Regions from separate parts of the Gossypium hirsutum genome. Here region 2 is linked to region 1. A link is a contact called in public Hi-C data. All regions are on one chromosome and are shown on one strand. The core of a region is the stretch at or near the end of the contact, and the rest is flanking DNA. Distances in the headings are between cores, read along the strand shown. Region 1 holds the start of LOC107928777. Region 2 holds the start of LOC107945842 (endoglucanase 6).

Region 1 (7,708 bases), core at 3,334-5,833:
AGATTAAATTCATCTTCCATTATTCTTAAAGTATGTTGCATTAAAATAATGATAGATGAATTAAATAATTTTAACTAATGAAGTTTTGCTCATTACTTTGGAAATTTCTAGATAATACAAGAAACTAAAGCAGAACAATTGTTCGAAGAATTCACGTAAGTGAGGTTTGAAAGAACTTGAGGAAATTTTTTCTTTAGTCCAAAATGATGATTGGACAAATCAAACGATTCGATCCTAAGAGAGGATCATCTTACAGACATTTTTGGTGGGTCATAGCATTTGAAGAATGGTACAAACCCACAAGCTGAGTAAGAATGATACTTCGAGAGAAATAAGGATAAACTTCGACGAAAGAATGAGTGGTGACGTCTGGAATAGGGGTCATATTCATAAACATTTTGCATTATAACAGGTTTAATTAGGAGTATTTGACTCACTTCAATCATAGCATCCTAATCATTAGGCATGATCTCATACACATTATACAGGTTATGTCCTTCAAGGGACAATGAAGATTGATGCGCCTTAACCCCCTAAGCAGTAGGGTAACAGGCTAAAGCATAGCAGATTTGACCTTTAGGTGTTTACGCTGAAGCGGATCCAAGATGATTTAACATCTCTGTATTGTCAGAGAATAAATCGAAGAAACAGATTTGGCATCTCCATATTCGACGGAGAGCAGATCGAAGACATAACAGATCTAACCTTCGGATGTTTTCACATCGAAGTAGATCTAAGATGATTTGGCATCCTTGCGTTGACAAGGAGAAGATCAAAGACATTGCAGATTTGGCTTTCACGTGTTTACGTTGAAGCAGATCTAAGATGATTTAACATCTCTGTATTGTCAGAGAACAAATCGAAGAAACAGATTTGGCATCTCCATATTCGACGGAGAGTAGATCGAAGACATAGCAGATCTAACCTTCGGATGTCTTCACATCGAAGAAGATCCAAGATGATTTGGCATCCTTGCGTTGACAAGGAGCAGATCGAAGACATAGTAGATCTGACCTTCATTGAAGCAGATCCAAGATGATTTGGCATCTCTGTATTAGATGGGGAGCAGACCGAAGACACAGCATATTTGTCCTTTATTGAAGCAGATCCAAGATGATTTGGCATCTCTGTATTAGACGGGGAGCAGATTGAAGACATAATAGATTGGACCTTCATTGAAGCAGATCCAAGATGATTTAGCATCTCTGTATTAGACAGGGAGCAGATCGAAGACATAGTAGATTTGGCTTTCACGTGTTTACGCTGAAGCAGATCTAAGATGATTTGGCATCTCTGTACTGTCAGAGAACAAATCGAAGAAACAGATTTGGCATCTCCATATTCGACGGAGAGCAGATCAAAGACATAGCAGATCTGACCTTCATTGAAGCAGATCCAAGATGATTTGGCATCTCTGTATTAGACGGGGAGCAGATCGAAGTCATAACAGATTGGACCTTCATTGAAGTAGATCCAAGATGATTTGGCATCTTTGTATTAGACGAGAAGCAGATCAAAGACATAGCAGATCTGACCTTCATGTGTTTACATCGAAGCAGATCCAAGATGACAGATTTGGCATCTCTGTATTAGACGGGGAGCAGATTGAAGAAGCAGATTTGGCGTCTCTGTATTAGACGGGGAGCAGATCGAAGATAACAGATTTGGCGTCTCTGTATTAGACGGGGAGCAGATCAAAGATAGCAGATATCGCCTTCCTGAGTTGCAGTGAAGCAGATTGAAGCCGTCAAGAGGCCATTTAAAGAAGATCAAGGATCAAGAACTCAAGACTCGGCGAGCCCGGGAAAAATTGGTCCTTTTATAATCTTTGCTCTATTTCTGTTACACAGCAATGAGCAATGAGCAAAGAGGGGCAGCTGTAGACACTCAATTTTTCCTGGGCCCAGAAATAAGTCCAAAAAAAATAATAAACCCCAAAAAAAAACGAAGTCCAAGTTTAGTCCAGAATTACAAATATAATTTGGCCCGATCGGAATGGCCTATTACTTGAAAAGATTTAAAGTCCATCTACAAGCTTGACTCATATGGAAATATAATCTTCAATGATATGCAATCTTAGATATGATACAATCTTAGATATGATTGCAATCTTAGATATGATATGCAATCTTAGAAGATATGATTTTGTAATCTTAGAGATTTAATTTGTAGATACCTTTTAATCTTAACCTTTGATGTAATTGATCTGTACCGTTGGATTTGAGGAGGTTCAACTATAAATAGAGGCCTCTCCCTTCATTGTAAACACACTGGAGTTTTAGGAAACAATAAAAATTTTTGAGAGCTTTCACTCAAATTTCTCTCCCTCTTACGTTCTTATTTTCTACGGTTTGTTCTTATTTTATTCTTTGTTCATCTTCGTTTTTCAACCCTTTTTATTTTGATTTAATCCATGTTTCTCGTATTTTTTTATATATTTTAATTTTTTAATAATTTTAGTATCATATCAAACTCTTTTATTTTTTTAATAATTTTTTTTAGTATTACTCTTAATAAATTATTTTTTTAAATTTTACTCAAATCATTATTTTAAAAAAATATATTTCATTTAATTGTCATATTTTATCCAAAAGTTTTTCTAAAATGAGGCAATTTTTTTCGTATTTAGGAATTCAAGAAATAGTGCCCTAACATATTAGGTTACGATTTCCCGTTTGTCTAAATGCCTAAAGTATCCTTCTAAATAGATTTTGTAAATCACGAGATGATTTCAGTTACGAGAGTTTAAGAATATCGTGTCCTATCATGCTGGATGTGATGTTTGTATTCTTTCGGAGCTAAGGAATCTCGATTTTTTTCAACTTAAATAATTCCGGTTTTAAAAAAGGGATCCTATTTTTAAATCCTTTCAAATTTTTGACATTAAGACAGAAAACTATTCAATTTGGTACCAATTTTGGGTGTTGCGAGGGTGCTAATCCTTCCTCGTACGTAACCGACTCCCGAACCTATTTTCTTAATTTTCGTAGACCAAAACGTTTTATAAGGTAATCCAATCACACCTAAAAAGGTTGGTGGCAACTCCTGTTTTCGTTTTTCAAAAGTCGATCCCCATTTTTCAAACGTCCCTTTAAAAAATGGTTTCGACACACTAATAATATACTTTATTCTTATTTCATAAATAATTTTAACAAATTATCATATATTTTAATTTTTTTAAATAGATATTTTTTAATATTTTACCATAGGGAGTGTGAAAATTATGCCATCAAATATTGCTGGTGAATGTCAAGTTTGACGCGTTGTTTCTGTCTCAATGTGAAATCAGAGTTTGGAAAAATTATTCAATTCCACATTACACACAATATAATACAAACATGGCCAACCCTTATTTAAAGACTAATCAGACATGCCAACGGAACACGGCTTGTAGTGGAAAGGTCAAAATCCTAAACTTTTGGGTATTTGATTTCAAGTTTTATACTAATAATTTCTTTTAAGGAAAAAAAATATGTTTAAATTTATATTTTTGTTGTAATAGTAATGATCTTAACTAAATATTTATAATATTTTAATTGGTTAATTCTACTTTATTGATATATTTGTATTATTATTTAAATTCTTAATTCAATTCAATTAAAAGAACTATTAAAATACTTTTTTTATATTTTATATTATTATAATAATATTTTTATCTTATTTATATTTTAAATAAAATCAATAAACATTTTTATATATAGCGAGATTTAAACCATTATGACCCGCATTTGTAAAGTCTTAATTTTTCATATTGATTTAAACCACCTCAATTAAAATTTTGTTTTGATAATATTGTATATTTTAATTTTATTACACAGTTTTTCACTTGAGTTTGTATTTATGTTTTATCAATATTACTTAAGCATATGGCATCATTGATTTAATTTCACAAGTTTATAATTAAAATTTTCACTAACATAATGACAAAATTATGATAAATAAATAAAGTACATTACCTATTTAATTTTTTTTACTCACAATTTAAATTATATTTTTATTTTAATTTTGTACATACTACAAATTTATTATTAATTTCAAATTATCTTAAACACAAAATAATATTTCATAAGAGTACTTCTTATAACTTTAAAAAAAAAAAAAGCTTCTGGAACACATTTGTCAAACCCATAATTGTCCTATACGACAGCAAACCAAAATTTTAAATGTAAAGTGAATCCCAAAAGTCAGATTTGCCCAGTTTTCAACTTTCTAATTGGTTCGCTATTGCTACTTATAATTCATTTGAAATAATATTAATTAGTATTTATGGAACTATTACTCATTAATCCAAATTATAACATTAAAATAATATAATAATTTTATTTATTAAATTGGTGTGATGACACTTCCAATTATGTATTTTATTAGTCATGATGTCATTATTATGTTAAATTAATTCTGATAAATAATAATTAAATAAGTACTGTGTCCTCCATTCAATCTCCAAAGCCACGTGTTGGGTCACCCCTATTGACCGGTTCGGGCACCACCTCCTGTTTCCAAGTCAAAACCACCGGTCCTGACACAGCCCCTTATATTAATCCATATTTCATGCCTTCACCAAAAATCCTTTTTACAAGAAAATGGCTAGACTCGCTTTTCTCTTCACCCTTACTTTTCTCCTCTTCACCTTCTCTCAAGCCCGCTTCATCACATCTGAATCCCAACATGATGTCACCCCCGAAAAATCCGTTACCGATTTTCCCGAATCCGACCCCGAATCCGCCATCCTTCTCCCCAGCGAGAAACCCCACTTTGAACCCCCCAAATTACTCGACTTCAAGCACGATGATGATGCCTCCGGCGTCGCCTCCGTTCCTTTGACCAAGATCAGTTTTAACCCTGTCAACCGCCACTTCCCAAGGCGTCCCTTGATTCCGTTCCGTCACAAGCACAACTGCCGTTTCCATAAACGCTTCATGCCTTTGAATCCACGCTTCCATCAGAAACGCTTCATTTCTTACGGCAACGACATGATACTGTCCGACGAGAGAAGTTTTGACCCAGAGTCACGCGGTGTTGTTCGCCAGATCGAGGCCAGCTGGGGCAGTTTTGACGATGATGGCACCGAGTCTAAGCATCATGTAGGTTTTATGAAGCCAGATCACCATGACCACGAGCACCATGATGAAGACCATGACCACGAGCACCATGATGAAGAGGATCATGAGGAAGAGCATCACCACCACCACCACCATCATCACCACCGCCATCATCACCGTGGAGAGGAAGAAAGGGATGAGACAGAGGAGCAGGAGGGCGGGTTCATGGAGAAGTTCCGCAAGTATTTTATTCATTTTTGAATATACCCTGCACGTTATCTAAAATGATCATAGTGATCTAGTGTTGTATCTATCTATATGTTTATTTGGGAAATTTTCACTTTCTAGTTACCAGCCCTTAGGGTATACGTGCATATTTACTATTTAGTGTGCTTTACTGTGGGTTGTAAATAAGATTGCACTCGTTTATGGTGAACCATATGATTTTCCTTGTATTATAGTAACTGCACTGTGAGATTTCATATTGCCAGATCACTAGTTTTGTTGTTCTGTTTTTCACGAATTTTTTTACTTGTTGCAATGGAAAGGTTTAACCTGAATATTAAAGAATAAAAAAGAGACATAAAAGGGTTAAAAACAGAGTAGAAAACTATATTTTATAACATGAATGAATCTTAGGAATGGCTGGCGCATGAACCACTCTGTTCTACGCTGGCGAGTTCAGCGCATGGCCGTGGGCTAACCTCGATTGCAGCCCCCCTTATGGCATCGCAGTTCCAGGAAGGAGGTCTTGGTCCAGTCGTGCCCTGGAGGGTAACGTTTGAAAGACAGATGCCGGTGAAAGTGGCATTCTCGATGCCATGCATCCAACCTGCTCGCTGGACATTCACACCCCAAATGTTCTTTAACGTAAGGTCCTTGACATATGGGAGGGCGTTTGGATTAAAATTGTTATCAGGGTGGTCGCCGGTGTCACCTGCTACTTTTATACCTGTTCTGACGTTTTCCATGAACAGTTCAGACACTGTGATGTTCTTTATAACCCCTCCCCTGCCGATGTTAGTCTTGATGTGAACACCAACTCCGGAGTTGTAAAGATTTATGTTCTCGGCCAACACATTCTCCACTCCTCCAGATGTTTCACTTCCCACTGCAACTCCAGCAAATGGGGTTGAACCTGTTACTCGCCGAACAGTGATGTAAGAACTGGGGCGTCCATAAGCAATCCCGTATTCATCCCACCCACTCTTCACTGCCACAAGGTCATCCCCGGTAGAAATGAATGAGTCTTCTATACAGACATTGGAGCTTGAATCTGTACCAATGAGGCATGAAAGTATAATAATTAAAATCTCCAAGAAATTTCTCCATTCCAATAAACAGATGAACACGGAAAAACTGATCCCTCACATAATATTACCGCGTTCATTCTTAATTACAGCATGGGAATCAATTAATGAACATAGCCATTTTTCAGGAAATTCCAACCGATAGCTTTTACAATATAACATATATATGCAGGGCAAGGAGCAAATGATAAACATCCCACTAGATTTCATTCAGATTTGAAAATTACACCTAATCAATCAAAAACAATTCCTTTCTTCACTTCCTTTCTAACATTTGGGAAGAGGGTCATCAGAATCAATGTTGTCAAGGGCGCCAGGTGCACTGGAGGCACTAGGACCTCTATATAGCCTGGGGTGCAAGGCGCAAAAAAAGAGCTCGCCCGAGTAAAACGAGACGTAACCATATAAAATATAAATATACATGTAAAATGTATATGTTTTATGAAAACATATGTAACTAATACATATAATTAATAAGTTATATGAGTTTTACACGCGGTGCAACATTATCAAAACTGCCTTAAGTGCTTGCTTGAGTGTGAATATCAAACCCTAAGTAAGATGAATTCAACAAATAAAATTACTTCCGTTTTCTTTCTTTTACCTGGATCAATCCCATCAGTATTTGGGGAGTCAGGTGGAGCAACGATGGTAACATATCGAATAACAACATCGCTGCAAAGAAGAAAAAGGTATCTAAGTTATGATTCTAAACATGCAATTCTTACTAAGTATAAAAATACAAGAACAGCCAACAAAGTTACACCAATTAACGCGATCATAATAGCAAATCCAATTACCAACTAATTAACTCTTGCTACAAACTGTGCTATAGAAACACCTTTGGAGCACCCTGAAATGTGCATACCTGCTTTCCTTCATCTCCTTTATTGTTAAATGTGACAACATGCAAGGCTTGGAAATCACCATAAAGGAAGAGGAAATGTAACGAAATTGAAAAAGAAAAGGACAACAATAATGATTCAATTTGTCTTAAAGGCAGAGTTCCTGTGATTTTCATTGCACAAAAAATGGGGTTTTCTTGCAGACTTTCATGTAATAGTTCAACATTGGTTTTGTTAATGGAGGACTAGAACTTTTAAACAGATAAGAATCATATGATCAAATTGTAAATAAGACCCTCACTGACTTAAACAATCTATAGCGACACCAATCTACAACATAGTCAAATCACACCTCTCAAATAATTGTATGGCTTATAAATTATATCAAGAAGTAAATCTTTGGGTGTAAGAATTAATGCAAAAATTACCTGCAATAAACAGGATGAATGTTCCAGAAGGGGGAATTTCTAAAAATCACATTGGAAATGACCATGCCTCTGGAATTCACAAG
Region 2 (7,708 bases), core at 3,123-5,622, 490 kb after region 1:
CCCATCAATCTCAGTAGGAGACATGCATATATCACCTAAGATCTGCAAAGGACCACCTGTCCTTTGGAAAGGTTTATTTTGCACGTGCGAAAGTGTGTCAATCAATTTTGAACTCAAATCGTTCTTCTAATATGGACAGAGGAAGCTGCACATTTTCTCTTTTCATGTTCACAAGCCCGAGTTTGAACCCCCTAGGATAAATTATAAAGGCATTTTGTCCTCTTGCATACGTGTAGGGATCATATTCATAGGTGCCCTTGCCTAGTGGGTGTCCTATTTACTCTCACCTGTCAACACAATCACCATTATCTCCAAGGATTCTGCTTTGCGTTCATGCCTCAAAAGTAAATTAAAAAAAGAAGAAGCAAGTTTCATGTCTCACTGCTTTTTAGACATTCCTTGCTGCTTCAACTATTTCCTTGAGGTTTTCTCAATTACCTTCTGCTTTCCTGTTCAATAAGTTTATTTACAATTATTTTGTTAGCTTCATGCCCTCCCGTATAATTTCCTTATCCTATAAAAGTCTAATACTGCCCCTACTCCCTCCATTCTTCAGGCTTCTACGATTTAGTCCCGAATTTAAACCCTCCATTTGTTTGGTTTAAAAAATAAAATTGGAGGCAATACAGACCTACTAATTAAGTTTTGTTTTTACAAAAGGAGCCTAAAACCAAAAAAAAAAAAGAAAAAAAGAAAAAAAAAGAAATGTTACTTTTGTAAGTTTAAAGATCAAAATCAAATGACATTTTTTTAATCTTATCTTGTGAAGAATGATTTAGCAGCGGCTTTAGGAATTTATTAATCAAGCTACAGAAAAAGATTCAATTGGAGGTTCCAAATTCCAAATATGATGAAAGAAAGAGACCCTGGCTGGGAGATATAAGACATTTATCTCACACCACATATCCTTAGCCCTCTCTTCTCACATATCCCTTTCCAGTTTACTTGTATAATTCTATATACCCCCCACCTCATTTTCTACTTTTATTGTAGCTTAAGGTAAATACTTATATGATTGTGTCAAATATTAAAACTATATATGAATTATGGTTTATGGTTTAACGTGTAATTGTATACATGAGCTTTAATTTTGTATAATTTTATACATAATATTTTGATTTGATCAAATTCTTGTAAATTATTAACACAATTCTTGATATAATATTATTTTATGTTTATATATTGCATACATAAATAATTATATTTATCTAATATAAAAATAAATTTATGTATTTATTTCTTTAAATGTGTATGATTAAATTAAAATTAAAGTTTCAATTATATATTTGAACCACAATTAGAGTTTCACGTGTATAATTGTACCAAACTAAAATTCATCTATACAATTGCAAATTAAATCAAAGTATGTATAATTTTGATATTTATCCTAAACCCTATCACGATAAGTGGTAAAAGTATTGTGAAGGCCCTTGTACTAGGAATCAAATTGCGTTTTGCTCTCTCTACTAAAAAATAGGCAAATTATTCTCTATACATTATATCAAAAAGCAAATTGGTACTTTCTGTTAAAAATTTAATTCGTTTATACTGTTAAAAACTAACGTGATTGACAGAATAACCAAACAATGACACACGACATGCAGGGGCGTAGCCAGGGGGCTGGCATGGACCCGGCCCCCCTAAAATGGAAAATTTTATTTTAGGCCCTTGAAATTTTTTAAAAATTTTAAATTAGTAAAGGTAAAATTACACTTTGGCCCCCCTAAATTTATAAAAATTCAATTTAATCCTTTACAAGTTATAAAATATAAACTATAAAAAATTAAAATTTCATCCGGCCCCCCTAAAAAAATTTTCTGGCTTCGCCTCTGATAACATGTCATATATACCTCATAATGACGTACATGGACCAAATTTTAACAGTAGAAATGGATAAAATTTTTAACAAAATGACTAAATTGTTCTTTGATCTATTATAGAATGATTAATTTACCCAGTTTTTGAGTAGAAAGGACAAAATGCAATTCAACTCCTACTACAGGGGATACTTTTACCAAAGATACGTTGATATTCTTAATGACACCTAAATAAACATTTAAACTCTTAATGATGTTTAACTAGTATATTGAGTAACCTAAATCAATACTTCATTTAAAACAAAGAGTTTGTCAAAATTTGAGTGCATAACAATCTAACAAATTAGCTCTAATTGCCAGAAAAAAGAGACCAAATTGAAGTAAACTGTTTGTGGAATTGTATTAGTATAAGCTAACAATTTGTAGTCAAAGTATAACATATTTGAATAAAAGCAGTAACTAATTTAATTAGGCATCTCTTCCCTATTAGTTAGGAAAGCAAATTTGAATTCTGTGCTTGCGTTGCGCAACAATACTATCAAAAGATATTTTTGTAGGCCATAAAAGCAAAGTTGGTGGTACTGTTTCGGGCTGACTGTGTCCCATTCTTTACCAACAACAAAGCAAAGCAAGAGTTCCACTTATGGAAGATGGCCTATGCCTTCAATTTATAACCAACGTTACTGTTTTAACATGGATTTCGCCACGTCAAAGTGGGAACAAAATTGGTGGGTTGGGGGGGGCAGGTGTACTTAGGGAGGCTGATCAAAAACTAACTCACCCGGACAGCCGGTGACTGCATTGCCTAGGTAGAACCATCAGAAGTCGTGATAGAACCGTCGTTAGCCGGTAATTGCGGAGGCTTGCCTCTTTGACTTACATACCGTACGTCTCCACTGTCCACATCTCTTGGTTTTTTAAAACCTTCTTATGATACTAAAATAAAAAACTTTTTTTTACTTTTTTGAAAGGGCAAAAGCAAAAGCAAGATGACAAAAATATTTTCGGCAACCCAAAAAAAAAAAAGAAAAAGGTTAATTTCCGGCGGAGACCGTTGATTGCTGTTGGGAATTAAGCGCTCTCTTTTTGACCTTTTAAATAAAATAGCCAAATGAAAATGGACATCTTGCACAGTTGATTTTACAAAGGATGCCATTGTTATTTTCTTGTCATATTGCCTACCTGATGCCGTCGGTGGACTCCTAATTTGAGAAAGAGAAAATAAAAATGGGGTTGTCGGGTTTGGAGAATCCTACTTACCATTATCAACAATTCCGGTTGATGCTGAGAAGTTTCCTCAATAATTAAAGCAATTATTCAAATTCCCTCTAATATTTAGATTTTAATTCTACATCCAATCGTCATAAAAACCTCAACCCCCCTTTTCTTTAGCTGGACAAAATAATGGCTTTTAGTTGAGAATTTAGGGTTACATTCAACTCCCTTCATCAATAATATATAACATTTACATTTATCCATTAATAATGCATCTTTTTCTTTATGATTTTCACATCAGTTCATTCTCCAAAGATATGTAGATTTATGTGTGGTCAATAAATTATACCTTAAAATTTATTGTTTATGATAATAATTATAATTTTTTTAAAATTTATATATATTATATATTATATAATTTTTTACATTTTTAATCAATATAATATATATAATATTAAAAAAATAAAAGAAACATGTGGTATATTCTAATAACACCTCATGATAAATTAATATCTGGTCAATTACCATCAATAATAAGTCAATGCCTACCATGGTCAATTAACATCGATCAATGGTCGATCATTATGACATTTTTTTCGTTGGGCAAAGTGACCTAACAAATATTTTTATCCAACATTACAAAATAGATAAAATAAAATAAAAATAAATTTAAGTATAGAATTGAGAAAATAAATATATTTTAAGAGATTTAAGTTAATATTTAAAATAATCATATTTAATACAATTCAAAAAGAAAAAAGAAAAGAAAATGTTTAAAATAATTAGGGTTAGATATGTACTATAATGGGCCTAATCAAGCAGTGTGGCAGCATCTGTAAAAGATGATCCAGGGTTTGCAATTTTCCCATACCTAATACGACAGGAGACGCAAACGGACAGGTCGCAGACTGCAGAAGCCAGATGATTAATTTAAAATAAAATAAAAATAAAAATAAAAATAAAAATAATTTGCATTAATTATGGGTGAACAAATTTCAAAACTTAAACCAAGTAGCCAAGTTTTGCAAAATCCAATTATGTCCACCATTTGTAACCCACAACAGGGTACCCTCTCACATGCTGTGCCCAACAGAGATTTAATGGAGCCGTAATAAACTTCATGCCTTAATTTCAGGGGCATTATTCCCAAGTGACAAACAATGTAAGTTTATTGGAGTGGAGAAGGCATAAAAAGAAATTTTATAGAAGAGTAAAAATCAGAAATTAATTTTTAATCATGTTTAGCAGCAGTTTCCCTGCCAAAAAGAACCATTAAATCCGCACCGACTCTACCCAGTAAAAGACTAAAAGCGCCAGGGACACCCACATGACTTTGTTCTTTCTCTTTCCCTCTCCTCCAATTATTATTAAAACTACTTTCAATTCACAATTTTTAATCTCCCTTGCTCTTCCTTCCCTCCACTCCACAATATATAGAGGCTTCAGCTCCTCTTCCAATTCCCAATCCCACTGCTCTTTCTCTCTTCACTTTCATTTCTATCGCCTCTTTTAACTCATTACATTTTTTTACCTTTTTCTCTTACTAGACTGCATTTTTTGTGTTCGATTCCAAATGGGTTTCTCTTTTTAGTTTTATAAACTTGAAGGAAACCCCACTCTGCTGCAGAAAGAGATCTGTTTTTGTTTGAACTTGAAACTTGAATTGTGTCTTTTGATAAGTTTGAATGTACATGGAGAAGTTGATGAGGCTGATTGAAATGACTCCTTTACTTCTGCTGCTTTTTCTTCCTTTTGTTTTTGCTGGACATGACTATAACCAAGCTCTGAGCAAGAGCATTCTGTTCTTTGAAGCTCAGAGATCTGGTTACCTTCCTCATAACCAGAGAGTTACGTGGAGAGCCAATTCCGGCTTGAATGACGGCAAGGCCAGTGGGGTAAGTTAAAGTTCCACTCTCAACTTGAACTTGTTTTCTCGGTCAAAACGTCACTTTTGTTCTTTGACATGCTTCATTTAGAATCGAAAATTATGGTATTGATGGTTGAAGTTGTTTTCACAAATTCTCAAGGTGGATCTGGTTGGAGGGTACTACGATGCAGGGGACAATGTGAAGTTCGGACTGCCCATGGCATTCACCATAACAATGATGTCCTGGAGTATTATAGAGTACGGGAAACAAATGGGTGCAAATGGAGAGCTCGGCCATGCGATGGAAGCAATCAAGTGGGGCACTGACTACCTCATTAAAGCTCATCCCGAACCTTATGTCCTTTATGGAGAGGTACTCTTCCCGACCTTCTTCCCTCCTCGTGTTTCTTGCCATTCTTAACACTCCATTATTTTGTCACTAATATGTCCAAATCCCTTTTTCAAATCTCAAACTTGATAGCAACACTTGGCTACTAATAAAATATTAGTTTGAATTTAATACTTCTAAAACTCAAAAGGACTCAATTAAAAATAATTAATTTTGGTGAGATCCATTTTAGGTGGGCGACGGTAACAGTGACCACTACTGTTGGCAAAGACCAGAGGACATGACCACCGACCGTCATGCTTACAAGATAGACCCAAGCAATCCGGGGTCGGATCTGGCAGGTGAAACTGCCGCCGCCATGGCTGCCGCCTCAATCGTCTTCCGCCGTTCCAACCCTGCATATTCCACCGAGCTTCTTCGCCATGCCTACCAGGTATACGTTTACGCAGTCTGTGTCTTCTCGCGTTGCTGGGACCATTGTACCTGCCGGTGCATGTTAGCTTACACTCTCAACCTTTTTTATCATAAGGTGATAGGAAAAAACGGTTGTTATTACGCAATCTTTTGTCGGCCTCAATTTCGCAACTTGGCGTGCCCAACCCTAGTTTTCATTTAATAAAAACAACCACCTCTGTTTACTTCTTTCTTCTAAAAAAATACTACCACTGTTTTGAGCCAGGAAAAATAAAAACCATTTAACCGTTGTAGTAGCTACTTTTTGGGTGAAACGGTGTCGTTCGCCAGATTCTTGTTAATGGTTTAAAATTGATCATGGGTAGAAGAGGTGGGTATAGTTAAATTCTATATCGCCCCATACTTGGCATGTTTGTTCCATCACCTGCCTCTTATAATTTTAAAAATCATTATCATTTTTATAAATTTGGCTTCAATTAAATTTTTAAATTTTTTATTTTTTTAAAATCAAGTAAATATTTATTATTTTCTATGTTAAGCTTTTAAAAATTTATAAAAAATAAGATGATAATTTTTTATAATGGAACGGATTGACCCCAGTGGATTGATGTCCTAATTTTATGACTCCTGGTGATGAGAACGCTTGACTTTGCTTTTGCCCCATCCATCACGGGTAATTAATCTTTTATGACCGTACAGATCTCTCGTACAAGCAGATCTTAACCGTTCATTTGTACCCCAAAATGGTCGCAATGAGTCATTTCGTTTCTCACGTGCCAACACTGTCGGTGCTCCTCCTGTTTAACTTACATCCCCAAATTGCCCTTGCCTCTTTCCTCAAATTGCTTCACCTATCCTATCCATACTCTTAAACAAAAATTTCAGTAGGTTTTACAATATAATTAATTTTAAATTTTGTTTTTGTTTTCAGCTATTCGAATTTGCTGATAAATACAGAGGTAAATACGACAGCAGCATCACAGTTGCCCAAAAATACTACCGATCCATCAGTGGCTACAATGTAAGCTTTTCTAAATTTTCTCAAAGCAATCAATTTGAGCAATTTATAGTTTTAATGGCAGAAAATAGCATGTTTACTGGTACGGTTTATTAATTAAGTTGGAATGTTATCGTGTAGGACGAGTTGTTGTGGGCCGCTGCATGGCTGTACCAAGCTAGTAACAATGAGTACTACTTGAACTATCTTGGCAAAAATGGTGATTCTATGGGTGGAACCGGTTGGGCCATGACTGAGTTCGGTTGGGACGTCAAGTACGCTGGGGTTCAGACCCTTGTCGCCAAGGTATTATTTCAATATCTGAATCTAGTACTTATTGGTTTCTTCAAGCTGCAAAATTCAACCTAGTAGTTTTCGTTTCCCTGTAGTTCTTAATGCAAGGCAAAGCTGGACTCCATGCACCGGTGTTTGAGAGGTACCACCAAAAGGCAGAGTACTTCATGTGCTCATTGATCGGGAAGGGTGGCCGTAATATTCAAAAGACTCCCGGGGGTTTGATTTTCCGACAGAGGTGGAATAATATGCAGTTCGTGACTAGTGCTTCGTTCTTGGCCACCGTGTACTCTGACTATCTCGCTTCCTCTAGGGGAAGCTTGAAGTGTGCTGCTGGCAATGTTGCACCATCCGAGCTTCTTTCTTTTGCAAAATCTCAGGTGATCACTCTTCTCGTCATGTATTCAAGTATTATTGAATGGTGACCACTGACAAATTCAACCTTTATAACAAAATTTCTGATGTTTTGCAATGTTGAATTATCAGGTGGATTACATTCTTGGAGACAATCCAAGAGCAACAAGTTACATGGTTGGTTATGGGAACAATTTCCCACGACAAGTTCACCACCGAGCTTCTTCAATTGTTTCGTTCAAGGTTGACCCTAAATTCGTTGCGTGCCGACAAGGCTATGCCACTTGGTATTCAAGGAAAGCAAGTGATCCTAATGTCCTCACCGGTGCTATTGTCGGAGGACCTGATGCCTATGATAACTTTGCCGATGAAAGGGACAATTATGAGCAAACAGAGCCTGC

The links. Hi-C and Micro-C count contacts between places; a contact is called where the count stands out from the background.
Region 2: a Hi-C map of leaf shows a contact between it and region 1, with 1.5 times the contacts expected there. The contact joins the promoter of LOC107945842 here to the promoter of LOC107928777 in region 1. A contact is called at or near these places in 3 of 34 Hi-C or Micro-C datasets (callus, hypocotyl and leaf).

Annotation. Positions count from the first base shown.
Region 1 is chrA08:76,723,748-76,731,455 of Gossypium_hirsutum_v2.1, forward strand. LOC107928777 reads left to right here and starts at 4,584. Exons shown (of 1, transcript XM_016860043.2): 1 at 4,584-5,532. The coding sequence starts at 4,584. The coding sequence ends at 5,303. LOC107928776 (probable polygalacturonase) reads right to left here. Exons shown (of 5, transcript XM_016860042.2): 3 at 7,626-7,708; 4 at 6,957-7,027; 5 at 5,586-6,318. The coding sequence ends at 5,678.
Region 2 is chrA08:77,210,520-77,218,227 of Gossypium_hirsutum_v2.1, forward strand. It overlaps LOC107945842 (endoglucanase 6), which reads left to right and starts at 4,373. Exons shown (of 9, transcript XM_041074680.1): 1 at 4,373-4,927; 2 at 5,060-5,272; 3 at 5,481-5,681; 4 at 6,594-6,683; 5 at 6,801-6,965; 6 at 7,049-7,333; 7 at 7,440-7,708. The coding sequence starts at 4,718.